Linked DNA regions of Mus musculus: all the other regions are linked to region 1. Evidence: chromatin contacts called from public HiChIP or PLAC-seq data. All regions are on one chromosome and are shown on one strand. The core of a region is the stretch at or near the end of the contact, and the rest is flanking DNA. Distances in the headings are between cores, read along the strand shown. Region 1 has its middle 34 kb from the start of Gm52717. Region 2 has its middle 12 kb from the start of Bach2. Region 3 overlaps Bach2 (BTB and CNC homology, basic leucine zipper transcription factor 2).

What was found. HiChIP or PLAC-seq counts read pairs in DNA pulled down with a chosen protein or histone mark.
Region 2: a BATF HiChIP or PLAC-seq map of CD8 T cells shows a contact between it and region 1, with 5 read pairs. The contact joins two enhancer-like sites. A contact is called at or near these places in 2 of 115 datasets of contacts at active chromatin or transcription factors (CD8 T cells and regulatory T cells) and 1 of 9 other capture datasets (liver).
Region 3: a BATF HiChIP or PLAC-seq map of CD8 T cells shows a contact between it and region 1, with 11 read pairs. The contact joins two enhancer-like sites. A contact is called at or near these places in 1 of 484 Hi-C or Micro-C datasets (CD8 T cells), 1 of 115 datasets of contacts at active chromatin or transcription factors (CD8 T cells) and 1 of 9 other capture datasets (liver).

What each region holds. Positions count from the first base shown.
Region 1 is chr4:32,124,816-32,128,909 of GRCm38.p6, reverse strand. No RefSeq gene overlaps it. Among named protein-coding and RNA genes, the nearest start is that of Gm52717, 34 kb to the left of the region's middle. Within about 2 kb of position 1,864, at least 22 of the 459 cell types and tissues checked have an H3K27ac peak or open chromatin away from gene starts, as enhancers often do. A contact at or near this core is called in CD8 T cells and regulatory T cells, where this site is marked.
Region 2 is chr4:32,403,643-32,407,479 of GRCm38.p6, reverse strand. It overlaps a transcript of Bach2 not described here. Among named protein-coding and RNA genes, the nearest start is that of Bach2, 12 kb to the left of the region's middle. Within about 2 kb of position 1,734, at least 78 of the 459 cell types and tissues checked have an H3K27ac peak or open chromatin away from gene starts, as enhancers often do. A contact at or near this core is called in CD8 T cells and regulatory T cells, where this site is marked.
Region 3 is chr4:32,421,703-32,425,594 of GRCm38.p6, reverse strand. The region is part of intron 1 of Bach2 (BTB and CNC homology, basic leucine zipper transcription factor 2); the gene reads right to left. Among named protein-coding and RNA genes, the nearest start is that of Bach2, 6.2 kb to the right of the region's middle. Within about 2 kb of position 1,719, at least 30 of the 459 cell types and tissues checked have an H3K27ac peak or open chromatin away from gene starts, as enhancers often do. A contact at or near this core is called in CD8 T cells, where this site is marked.

The sequences.
Region 1 (4,094 bases), core at 615-3,114:
TTACCAGTCATTTCATTGCATTATTTTTAAGGACAATAGTGTTTGGTTTTACCCCAGGCCCCTAAGCTGTGTAGTCTCTGGTTCTTGGTCATTCAAGCAAGCAGTGTTGGGAAATGGCTTCCATCTTGTGGGGTGGGTCTTAAGTCAGATCAGTTATTGGTTGGTTTCTTCCACCAGCTTTTGCCACCGTTGTCCTAGAGAATCTTTCAGGTGTGGCACCAATGTAGATCAAAGGACTTGTGGCTGGTTTGGTGTTTATATTTCTCCTTCGCTAGATTGCAGGGTACCTTCCTGTACCAAAGAAGTTAGAACACAGGAGTGAAGGGTCTCTGTAGGCACCTGTTCCACTTTTCCATATTCAATAAGTTGTATAGATTTTGTCTTCAGTAATGGGCCTTGCTGTCAGTTTGTGTAGAGCAACCTATAATCTTGGCAACAGTCTTGTTTGGGGGTTCCCGTGAGACTGTTTTGGCCAAAAACTTAATTAGATGTAACTCAATCTCAATACTGGAAGTTTCATTTGGTGACAAGAGATGGCCAGGGCCATGTCTCCTCATTATTTGGCAGTTTCATGTAGATCAACTTCATGTACACACATACACACACACACACACACACACACACACACACACTCATGGAAGTGTATATATACACATATATATGTATATATGTGTGTGTGTGTATGTATATATATGTATGTACATATGTATGTATGTATGTATGTATATAAGCTTCTACTGTATTAGCTGTTTTATATTACTCTCAAAAGGCCCTTAATTTTAACCACCCCTCCCTGTGTTCCTTCCCTTACTCCTCCTCTTCCTTCCCGCTTCCCACTTGATTCTCCCATTTCAGCCCCCCATTCATCCATAACTACCTATTCTATTTCTCTTTCCTAATGATATCTATCATTAACACTGCCCCCTCCCTCATGCCTAGCCCCTTACTCTATACCTATCCTCTGTGGTTATATGGATTGTGGTTTGATTCTCAGTGACTTAACAGCTAATATCCACGTATTTGCCTTTCTGGGACTGCAATACCATCGTGCTGGGCATGGTAGATGCTATTCCTAACCCCAGCTCTGTGGAGGTGGAGGCAGAAGAATCAGGAGTTCAAGGTCATTCTCTACTACATAGTGAGGTCCAGGCAAGGCTGGGATGCTTGAGACCCTGACTCAAACATTCAAAACATTCATATGTGTGTGTGCATACGTTTATATGTAATCAAACAAAATGCAGCACTGTATAAAATGAACAGTATGCCATGGTCCAAGGCTGGTTCATCATGTGAACACCAATGTCAAAACTATAGTGACAGGAGACAAATTCTTGGTAGGACAAGAAGGACAAGAGGAAGGAGGAAGACTTGAGGTGGTAGAACTGCTCTATTCTTTGACTGGGCAGTAGTTATTAGATTGAAATTACATAAATATTTAGACCTATATGTTCTCCCAAAGTAAATTTTTACTGAGTGTGAGTTATGCATAGATTTAAAAAAAAATGTAGTGGGACCATAGACAAAACAAATATAACAGATGGTCCCTGCTGAAGCAGAGTGACAAGTAGGTCAAGTATGGAAGATTCCAAACCAAAAAATCAAACCCTCACCATAGATAGAGCACACCCCTTGACCTCACCACCCCTCTTTGTCAGTGAAGAAAGATTCGGCTAGACACAGCTACCCTCACGATTTTGCTCTAATGCTCTCTGTAGTCATTTCAAGTTTGTTGCTGAGCTCATCAATGACCTCCTGACCTTCATGTAGCCAAAGCGAAAAGCCATCCCTTTTCTTGCATCCCTGCATCCGCCCCACCTCTCAGCATCATTTGTTAGTTTCTCTTCTCGGTTTCGGTGGCAGGCGTTGCCCATGCTCACTCCTCAGTGTGGTTTTTCTCTCTTCACACCTTTGTAGTTTCACTTTGCCTCCTCTGTACTAATCCTCCAAACATGATGTGCCGAAAGGCTAGATCCTTGACTCATGACAGTTGTGTGTGTGTGTCAGTTTGACACAGTCAAGGGACCTCCGTCAGATTGTCCTACAGGCAGCCCTACATGGCATTTTCTTGATTGATGGTTGATACGGGAGGCTCCAGGCCACGTGGGTGGGACACTGCTACCCTGGCTGGCATAGGTAGCGAGAGTGAGCCTGAGAGCAAGACAGCAAGCAGTATCCCTCCATGGTCTCTGATTTACGTTCCTGCTTCAGTTCCTGCTCTGACTTCCCTCTGTGATGTATTGTGAGATGTAAGATGAAATAAACCATTTCCTCCCCAAGTTGCCTCCCATATTGGTGTTTATCGCAGCAGTGGAAAGCCAGGCAGAACAACCCCTATTCTCTTTCACTCACACTCTGTGCCAGTGGCTAGAGACTCTGGCTTTAAAGACCGTTCATTGGCTTGTGATTGACACATTATCACCTGTAGCCTTGACGGTATGCAGAAGTTTCAGACTCGCACATCTGGCATCCCACTTGACACCTCTATTTGGAAGTCTAGCCAGTATCTATCTCAAAGACAATGTGCCTACAATATTAAAATAGGCCTCTCTGTACACCTTTGCCCAATCCACACATCCCAGGAAATGGCTCCACCCCCCAGCCTCTGGAGTTTAAAGCTCACAATCATACCTGAGTCCTCCCTGCCCCCATCCCAGTAACAGCTATACACTTCTGAAGCATAACAAATGCCTTTCATTTTCATTTCTGTTGACGACAAGACACCATATTCTTAGCTTACCTGCTTGCTTTCCTTATTTCTTTCTTTCTTTTATTTTATTTTATTATTTTCTTTATTTACATTTCAAATGCTATCCCAAAAGTTCCCTATACCCTTCCCCCCGCCTTGCTCCCCTACCCATCCACTCCCACTTCTTGGCCCTGGCGTTCCCCTGTACTGAGGCATATAAAGTTTGCAAGACCTAAGGGCCTCTCTTCCCAATGATGGCCAACTAGGCCATCTTCTGCTACATATGCAGCTAGAGACACGAGCTCTGGGGATACTGGTTAGTTCATATTGTTGTTCCACCTATACGGTTGCAGACCCCTTCAGCTCCTTGGGTACTTTCTCTAGCTTCTCCATTGGGGGCCTGTGTTCCATCCTATAAATGACTGTGAGCATCCACTTATTTGCCAGGCACTGACATAGCCTCATACGAGACAGCTATACTAGGGTCCCTTCATCAAAATCTTGCTGGCATATGCAATAGTGTCTGGGTTTAGTGGCTGATTATGGGATGGATCCCCGGGTGGGTTAGTCTCTGGATAGTCCATCCTTTCATCTTAGCTCCAAACTTTGTCTCTGTAACTCCTTTCATGAGTATTTTGTTCCCTATTCTAAGGAGGAATGAAGTATCCACACGTTGGTCTTCCTTCTTGATTTTCTTGTGTTTTGCAAATTGTATCTTGGATATTCTAAGTTTCTGGACTAATATCCACTTATCAGTGAGTGCATACCTAGTAACTTCTTTTGTGATTGGGTTACCTCACTAAGGATGATAACCTCCAGATACATCCATTTGCCCAAGAATTTCATAAATTTATTGTTTTTAATAGCTGAGTAGTACTCCATTGTGTAAATGTACCACATTTTCTGTATCCATTCTTCTGTTGAGGGACATCTGGGTTCTTCCAGCTTCTGGCTGTTATAAATAAGGCTGCTATGAACATAGTGGAGCATGTGTCCTTATTACATGTTGGAGCATTTTTTGGGTATATGCCCAGGAGAGGTATTGCTGGATCTTCTGTTACCTCTATGTCCAATTTTCTGAGGAATCACCAGACTGACTTCCAGAGTGGTTGTACAAGCTTGCAATCCCACCAACAATGGAAGAGTGTTCCTCTTTCTCCACATCCTCTCCAGCATCTGCTGTCACCTGAATTTTTGATCTTAGACATTCTGACTGGTGTGAGGTGGAATCTCAAGGTTGTTTTGATTTGCATTTCCCTGATTATTAAGGATGTTGAACATTTTTTCAGGTGCTTCTCGGCCCTTCAGTATTCCTCAGTTGAGAATTCTTTGTTTAGCTCTGTACCCCAATTTTTAATGGGGTTATTTGAATTTCTGGAGTCCAGCTTCTTGAGCTTTTTGTATGTTT
Region 2 (3,837 bases), core at 485-2,984, 280 kb before region 1:
ACATATTTTATCTCATGAATAAGGTTTGTCTTTTTTACTTTCTTAATGGTCTTCTTTAAAAGCACAGAAGTTTTTAATTTTTACATGGTCACCCTTACCTGTTGTTCCCCCCCCCTTTGTCTCCTGTGGCTTTGGAGACAGTGTTTCATGCCCACACCGACCTGGAACTTGCTGTGTAGCTGGTCTCTATCTTGAGCGCACCCTTTCTCTAGCTACACACCCTACCCAGATAGGCTGCTTTCTTGTAGGAGTTCTCGAGATGCTGAATTCCACTGTACTGAGTTAATCGTTGTGTGTGGTGTGAGGTGGAGTACTATGCTGTCTGTTGAAGTGGCTCTGCAGTGTGACCTAAAATAAGGAAGTGTGAGTCCTCCAACTTTGTTCTTTAAGATAGAGCTATTCTGGGCCCCTTGCTTCTCCATATGAATTCTAAAAGCAGACTGGCAATTCCTGCAGAAAGAGCCAACTGGGCTTTTGATGGTGGCTGCTTTGAATATGTACAGTTTGGGTAGTATTATTATCTTAGTGTGTCCTCTGATTTATGAATATTGGATGTCTTTCCATTTATTTAAGTTTTCATAATTTCCGTACTGTTCTATAGTTTTTGGAGTTCAAATGTTGTATTCTTTCCTTATAGATTTTTGTTTATTTTTTGGGGGATAGGGTGGTCTCCCTATATTTCTCAGGCTGGTCTGAAATGCCCTAACATGGATTCAAACTTGAGGTCCACCAGCCTCTGAGGTCCACCAGTCTCTGCCTCCCAAGTGCTGGGATTAAAGGCATGCGCCATCATGCCCGGCTTGTTTCTCATTGTTAATATACAGAAATGAAATTAACTTTTGTATGTTAACTTTTCAATTATTCCATGTTGAATGTGCATGTTTGTGTCTGTGTGTAAGGGCAGGCATGCATGTGGAGACCTAAGGACAACTTCTGGGAGTTGGTTCTTTCCTTCCACCATGGGTTCCAGGGATGACACTCAGGTCTTTACGCTTGAGTAGCAGACATGTTCACCTTCTGAGCACTCCTCTGGCTTATGTTGTCTTCTAACCCTATGAACTTGCTGATCTTGGTTATCATTTCAAATAGGTTTTCTTTGCATGTACAGTTTTTGAAGATGGGTTAGAGTCTTAGGTAACTTTTAATATTCTAAAGCACAGGCAAAGTTTAGCACAATAATCCAACTGCACGATACACACCCAGAGCTCACCCTGCTAATCCCTCCCATCGGAGGGTGGTGCCCCTGCTCTGGGCATAGAGCATGCAACACGCCTCTCCACTGACAGCCTACATAATGACTAAGAGGGGTAAGTCCCTGCTGTCTCAAGTCCATGGTGAGACACAAACTTCTCTTCCACAGAATGCTGTTATAAAGAGAGCTGAGGTCACAGCCCCCTTGTCTACTTACATGGGCACAAACAGGTGAGGGTACCATAGAGTCTGGACTTACTATTCTCAAAGTAAAAGGACTTCTGTTTCCTTCCAAGAGAAACTGTACTCTTAACTGATCTCTGCCGAGCTGCTCTCTTCCCCAACAACCTGGGGCTCTGTCCCAAGGTGCCTTATTTTGAAGGGCAATCACGGTCGTTCTCACAAAAACTGCTATGCTTGATGCAAATGGTGACTGTTTCCTATCAGACACATTTTGCTTCAGCCAGCCATCACTCAGCGATGCTTTACATCTCTCATCTGTGAGTCACTGACTTGAGAGTGCAGCTGCCCAGAATACCCAGGCATATGAAAGGATCAAAATACCACACTTTGATTGATTCAGAGAGTTATTTTCCACCACAGGCAGCCTGAGAGCTTCTGCCTTGTCTCTGACTAATTGGAGATGGGAAGGAGCAGATCAAGCCACTCGCTGCACTTGGGAGACCATCTCTCCTCCCCTCAGGCACAAGATCCCAGGAGTAGAGCCCTGTGTGTGCGCTCCACGCCGAGATGCGTCCAGAGGACGCTCATCTGAGTGTAATCTGGGTATCAGAGTCATCGTTTGAAGGGATCCTAGAATTTCGGTTTGACAAAAATCGAAAAAAAAAACATTTTAGAAAGAAAATCGGATTTGCGTGTAAATGAAGAATATTCCTGAAAAGAAAGTCTGTTACGAAACTGAAATCTGGAGACCGCGGTGGTGCCAGTTTGAGTCATCAGTTCCCTCTACACCCTAATAATCGTGGGCTCTTTGATCACAATGACTGCTCAGGGTGATGCTTTTCTTGTTTGCTTTTTTTCAGTACTTCATTGTGTAAACAGGGCTGTCTCGCTACTGTCTTGCAAACATGTTTACATTTGGGGATCAGAGGGAACATCTGTTAGAAACAGATTTTATGCTTTTCTGTCAACTTGGGGGAAATCTGAATCGCATTTCCTGGTAATATTATTTTAAAAGCTCTTGGAGGGTTAAACAAACTTCTACAGGCAGGACATTCGCCGGCAAAGTGTGGTTGCTCTCCGTGTCTATATCTAAAACTCGGTCCTGAAAATATTCAGATGAAGTAACTATTAACCAAAGCAGGTATTAATTACTCTCCATTTTCCTAAATAGCAGCAGGCTGATGAGCTAAGTGACCTGGTCAATGGGAAGGCAGCAAAGAGGGGATTACAAACTGACCCTTCATCAGCACCTACAAAATCCTCAGGTCTCAAAAGTCCTCTGATATTATTTCCAAAAAAAGAAAAAAAAAGTTACAATTCCTCACACTGTTCTGAGATTGCTTATTCTGGGGCAGACAAAGGAGAAGCTGGGTGGCAGTCACAGAAGCCATCAGGTTCCTTGTCCACACCCTGCATCAGAGATGTGGGCTAGGTGCCCTGTGCAGGGGCAAAGCCTAAAGGAGAGGACAATATGAGGGTTCTGGGCAAGAAAACTTCCAAACACATCAACGGCATCTGTTTCTGTGGCACCTATGGTAGCGATACCTATACGAGGGCCTGGTGGCCTGGCAGGATGGGGTAACTCATTCTGGCTTTACAAATCAAGGCAAAAGTGTTGTCCTGAAGGAAGAGGAGATTCAGGCAGTGAGGCCCTTCCACCCAGGCAAGAGGGGCTCACTCTAGTTCAGCCAGACCAGAAAGCCCCTTCACCCTTGTCCTCCATGAAGTCTTCAATCCTCTCTACCTTCAGTGTCCCAGAATTTCCTCCCAATGGGTCCCAAGAAAGACTCAAAGTTCTGTGGATGCCATTCCTCTGAGTCCTTCCTCCTTCATAGGTATATCAACCTGAAAGGCAAGCAACCAGCCAGGACAGCTACCCTGAGTGGTACATTGTGTGTGTGGCCTGGAAGTTCTCCAGCATGCAGGACAGCACAGTGTGGGAACAGGAGGAAAAGCAGGAAAGAGCTGTTGTATATTGGTTCCCACACTACCATGTCTCTAGTTAGAACTCTAAATGCCTGACTATTGTAAGTTCAAACCCTCTCTTCTGGCCTCTGAAAACTCTCACACCATGGCAGAAGGACCACAAACATATCTCAGATAATCCATTTGTGAGATTTATTTCTAATATTTTAATATTTAATTATATGACACAGGGTCCAATCAATTGTGTCCATGCCTGAGACCTTATGAATGTTAGAAGCAGGCACGTACAAGGCTGTGTACACAAGGGCTGGTCAGGGGCAGACTCAGGTACACACCAATACACAGGCTGTAGACCTGGATCCTCTGAAGTAGAAAGGAGTTTGCCCAGAAAGGCCTCCTTCATGGGGAATATTACGCTGAACAGGGCTTAGTTAAACCTTTACCTGTTTTGTTGTACTGGTAGACAAATGTAACAGGGCAGCACAAGCAAAGGTTAATCTTAAAACCACTGGGGCCTTCCCCTTTGTGGTTTCTACC
Region 3 (3,892 bases), core at 470-2,969, 300 kb before region 1:
AATGTTCACCAAAAACTGTCCTGTGAATCAGGATAAGTGACATTAGGACAGGTGACACCTTCAACATTTTGTTTTGAAACGACGATATTTAAAAGAATCCTCTGGTTAACAGCTGTGATGTCAGAAACATAAAGTTATAAACAGGTGTTGAGGAATGGTTTTTGCCAAACATAAGCCAATAGCACTTGGCTTCTGTCTGCTTCCAGCCTGCAGTAGCCAGTGTCTAGCAAGACACATCGGACCCTCATTAGCCCTTCTCTTCTTTGAAGCTTTCTGTCTGCTCTCGCCACAGGTTGCCCATACCCCAGGCAGAAGCTAATCAAGGTTTAACTATCACCCAGATGTCACAGCGGAGTGAGGTATCTGACGCTCGCAGACAAGTACAACAACAAGCAGTAGAACCAAACCGAAACAACCAACCATCAGAGAGGACGTCTGCTAGGGGCACACAGAAAACAGAGATAACTTTTTGATTCCTTCAGATTCTTAAGGAAAAGTTACTAAGGTCTCAAAGTATCAATGAAAATGTCTACTCTCCTGAGCCCCTCCCCATCCCAACAGAGAAGCTATGCAGGTAAGTGGCTAGTATTTTTAAAGGTCTAATTTGGTAAAATAATTGGCACACAAAAGAAATCAACCGTGAGAAAGGCATCGTTACCTGTGCACTGGCTCATTATCCAGAAACTAGAGGAACTGGCCCATCACTCTCTGGTAGGGGACGCACACCCTGCAGGGCTAAGACCTTCTTCTTAGAATGTGGTTCTAGAGCTTGCGAGAAAGCCTCAGAAGATGCTCCTGGGGCTTCAGTCCACTCTCGTCAGCTTCTGACTTGTGTTGTAAAAACACATGGAATGAAGTATTATGAAAAAGTGGGTCACACACCACTGAGAAACAACCACACCGCCCCCAAATCAGACACAAAATGACTGTGCTGTGACAGATGGGAGGGTCTGGGCACAGTGAAAGCAAAACCTTCGTGTGGTGAGGCACAATTCAGTTTTCACTAGTCTGGGTTAGAGAAAGTTAGTCTCCGTGTCAATGACAAAGCTAACTCACTTTTAGCAAGCACTTGAGATCAGGCGACAAATGTCAGCCGAGAATGTCACCAGAGATTCATATATAATGTCACCAGCAATCTGAAGGAAGGTTTCTGGCTTAGCCGTGTGGCCATCCTAAGTGGCAGGTGCTGTGACTCAGTGAAGTGAAGCAACCAAATCGAAAACGAAGGAGCCAAGTCTCGTCAGTATTAGCAACTCCTTCACCAGGGAGGATCGAGGTACTGTCTGCCCTGTCCCTACACCTGTACCCAATCGGATGTCAAACACAATTGAGGATATTTACTTAAGTGCCATCAATTGCTGGGTGCAGATAGTAAAAAAAGACCCAGTGGAATGTAAGCATTCGTTCCCTGACCACCTGATTGCCACAGAAATATTCACATCAACCTATATAGAGTTTATGTTCCACGAAGGACACAGGATTTGAAGGGATGCAAATAACTCTTCCCTTTCAAGGAAGTTATTGTCTTATACACGGAAAGGTAAAAATTTCCAAAGACCCATTTTGTAACCCCAACTGCATCCAGCAGCTGCTTACTAAATACCTATTCTAAGGTAAGGACTGTGGATGGTACTACTCTGGAGGCTTAAGCAACCCCTAAAGTCACACCTGGTCTTTCTTTCCGTGTTTTAGAACCTCCTTAACCCTGTCTAAGTGTGAGGCGTCACCCCAACCCTTAAGTGGAAACCACTTCACAGGGCAGTAAGAGAGCCGCACACCAGAGCCCAGCGCTCTGAACAGACACTGCTTTTGAGGTTGGGAGGGGAACTAGAAGGAAAAGCTGAGGGAAAGCTTTGGATCAGAACAAGAGAAGGCAGGCACTTGGATGGAATTAGAGTTTTACTGGAGGGTGTGTTGTCTAGATTGTGGATAATACTGAGCTAAGTCAGCCTTCCCCATACCCATCAATTTGGCTTATTGTGCATTAAGTATGACTTTCAAAGTAACCAGACCTAGCCAGTGGAGCTAACACTAAAATCATCTGTACAGAGCCAATCTTTCTTTTATGATCCCAGGAGCTGCAAAGGCTTTGCAAGTCCGTCCAATATGGTTTTTAAATCGAATGTAGGGTTGAGAATGACGGCTATCAGAAGCATCCTCTAGATAAGGATACTGGGAGGTCCACATGTGTCTTGTGTAAAAGCTGAGTAATGGAACCTGGAGGGAAGACGTGAAAGAGGAGTTCTTCGTCCTGTAAGATGATGTCTGGTTAGTGCTGCTATTTCCAAGTGCCCCCAAGATCTTCAGTACAAATCAGTGCAGAGCATGGCTTATGAAGTTAGAATTCTTGGATAAAAACAGTTTGGAAGGACACACAAAAGCACCTGATGTAGGTGAGTTGTATCTTTGTGGCTAGATTAGAGGGAACATTTGCGTTTATTCTTTTATGTGGCTTTGACGATTATGTAGGATAACACGGATCTAATGAGAATTCAGACCAGTTCCAGAAGATGACATTATTCAGTGTGCGTGGGCTGTGTGAGTGCACACTGAGGACCACAGGATAAACTGGCGGTCTCAGAGCAAAGCTGTTGTTAAGTGAACCATGCATGAGTTTACTTTTTCAAGAAGGTATACGCCGAAGTGACCTCTGCTTTGCCACAAGGAGACAATTATTTTTGGATTCTGACTTTTTTCTAGAAATTACAACAGTTAATACATAAGACTCATGTAATTATCTGATTTGGTGTCAACTAAGGGTAGAATACGGGAAAAATCTAGACACAACAGTTTCTAATCTACAACGCACAGGGGCTTCGATAAACCCACTGGTTTGTAGAGCGTCACAGATGCTGTCCTGGGGCAGAAGAGCAGTGACACATCTCAACACAGCCATTCTCTGCAGTGTATGCCACCAGTGTGGCAGATACCAGGCCCTCTTGTGATGAATGGGGGTTCCTAGAAGGGCAAGTTGCCACTTCACCATTAATGTGAGGGTGAGGCAATCTGGTAAGCGAATATATGCTAAAATTGCTTTACCAAGATTAACATATGAATGAAGCCAGTTGGCACAGAAAGATTGGAAGCCTTTCTCCACCTGGGTTTCATCTAACAAAGAGAACATGTGCAAAAAAAAAAATTAAAAATAAAAAAAAGTGTGTAAAGTACACACAAGGGAGGTGTGTGCTGTGAAATGGCCTCTAAAGGGCTGTGTGCCTGCAGTCCAACACCTTGGGGCATTTCCTCCCAGTTCACTCACTGTCTGGAGAATGCTCACTGACCTTCCAGACAGTTTCACTATCTATGCTATTCCCTACACCCTGGTGCCACGCAATGCCAATGCTCAACATGGAGGCTTTTATGCATCTTAAAATGGCCTGGGTTTCTCTCTTCTTCTCCATCTCCTCCTGCCAGCGGCTTCTGAGATCTATAGCTTGCCTACCCAGTTGTTTTTCTCTCAAACTCTAATAAAATGATCATTGAGTTTCCTTCTGAATCTGTTCTTTAAAAAAAATCCGTGTGCGTGCAAGTGTGTGTGTGTGTGTGTGTGTGTGTGTGTGTGTGTGTGTGTATACACATGCTCATGAACGCGTGCCATGGTACAGGTGTGGAGGTCAGAGGGCAACTTTCAGGACTCAGTTCTTCCCTTCCACCATGCAGGTTCTAGGGACCAAATTGAAGTTGTCAGGTTACTTTAACTGCTGAGCCACCTTGCTGGCCCCGAGTCCATTTTAGCATCTTTTTATTAATGAGACCAAGAACCCACAAAAGGGAACCCTGAATTCCCCTGTAATAGTGAGAAGTGTCATTTCACTAGTGACAGGTGCAGCCACAAAGCCACTTCTCTAGCACTCAGCCGCTTGGAGACTCAGAGTAAACTGGTAACGCATTT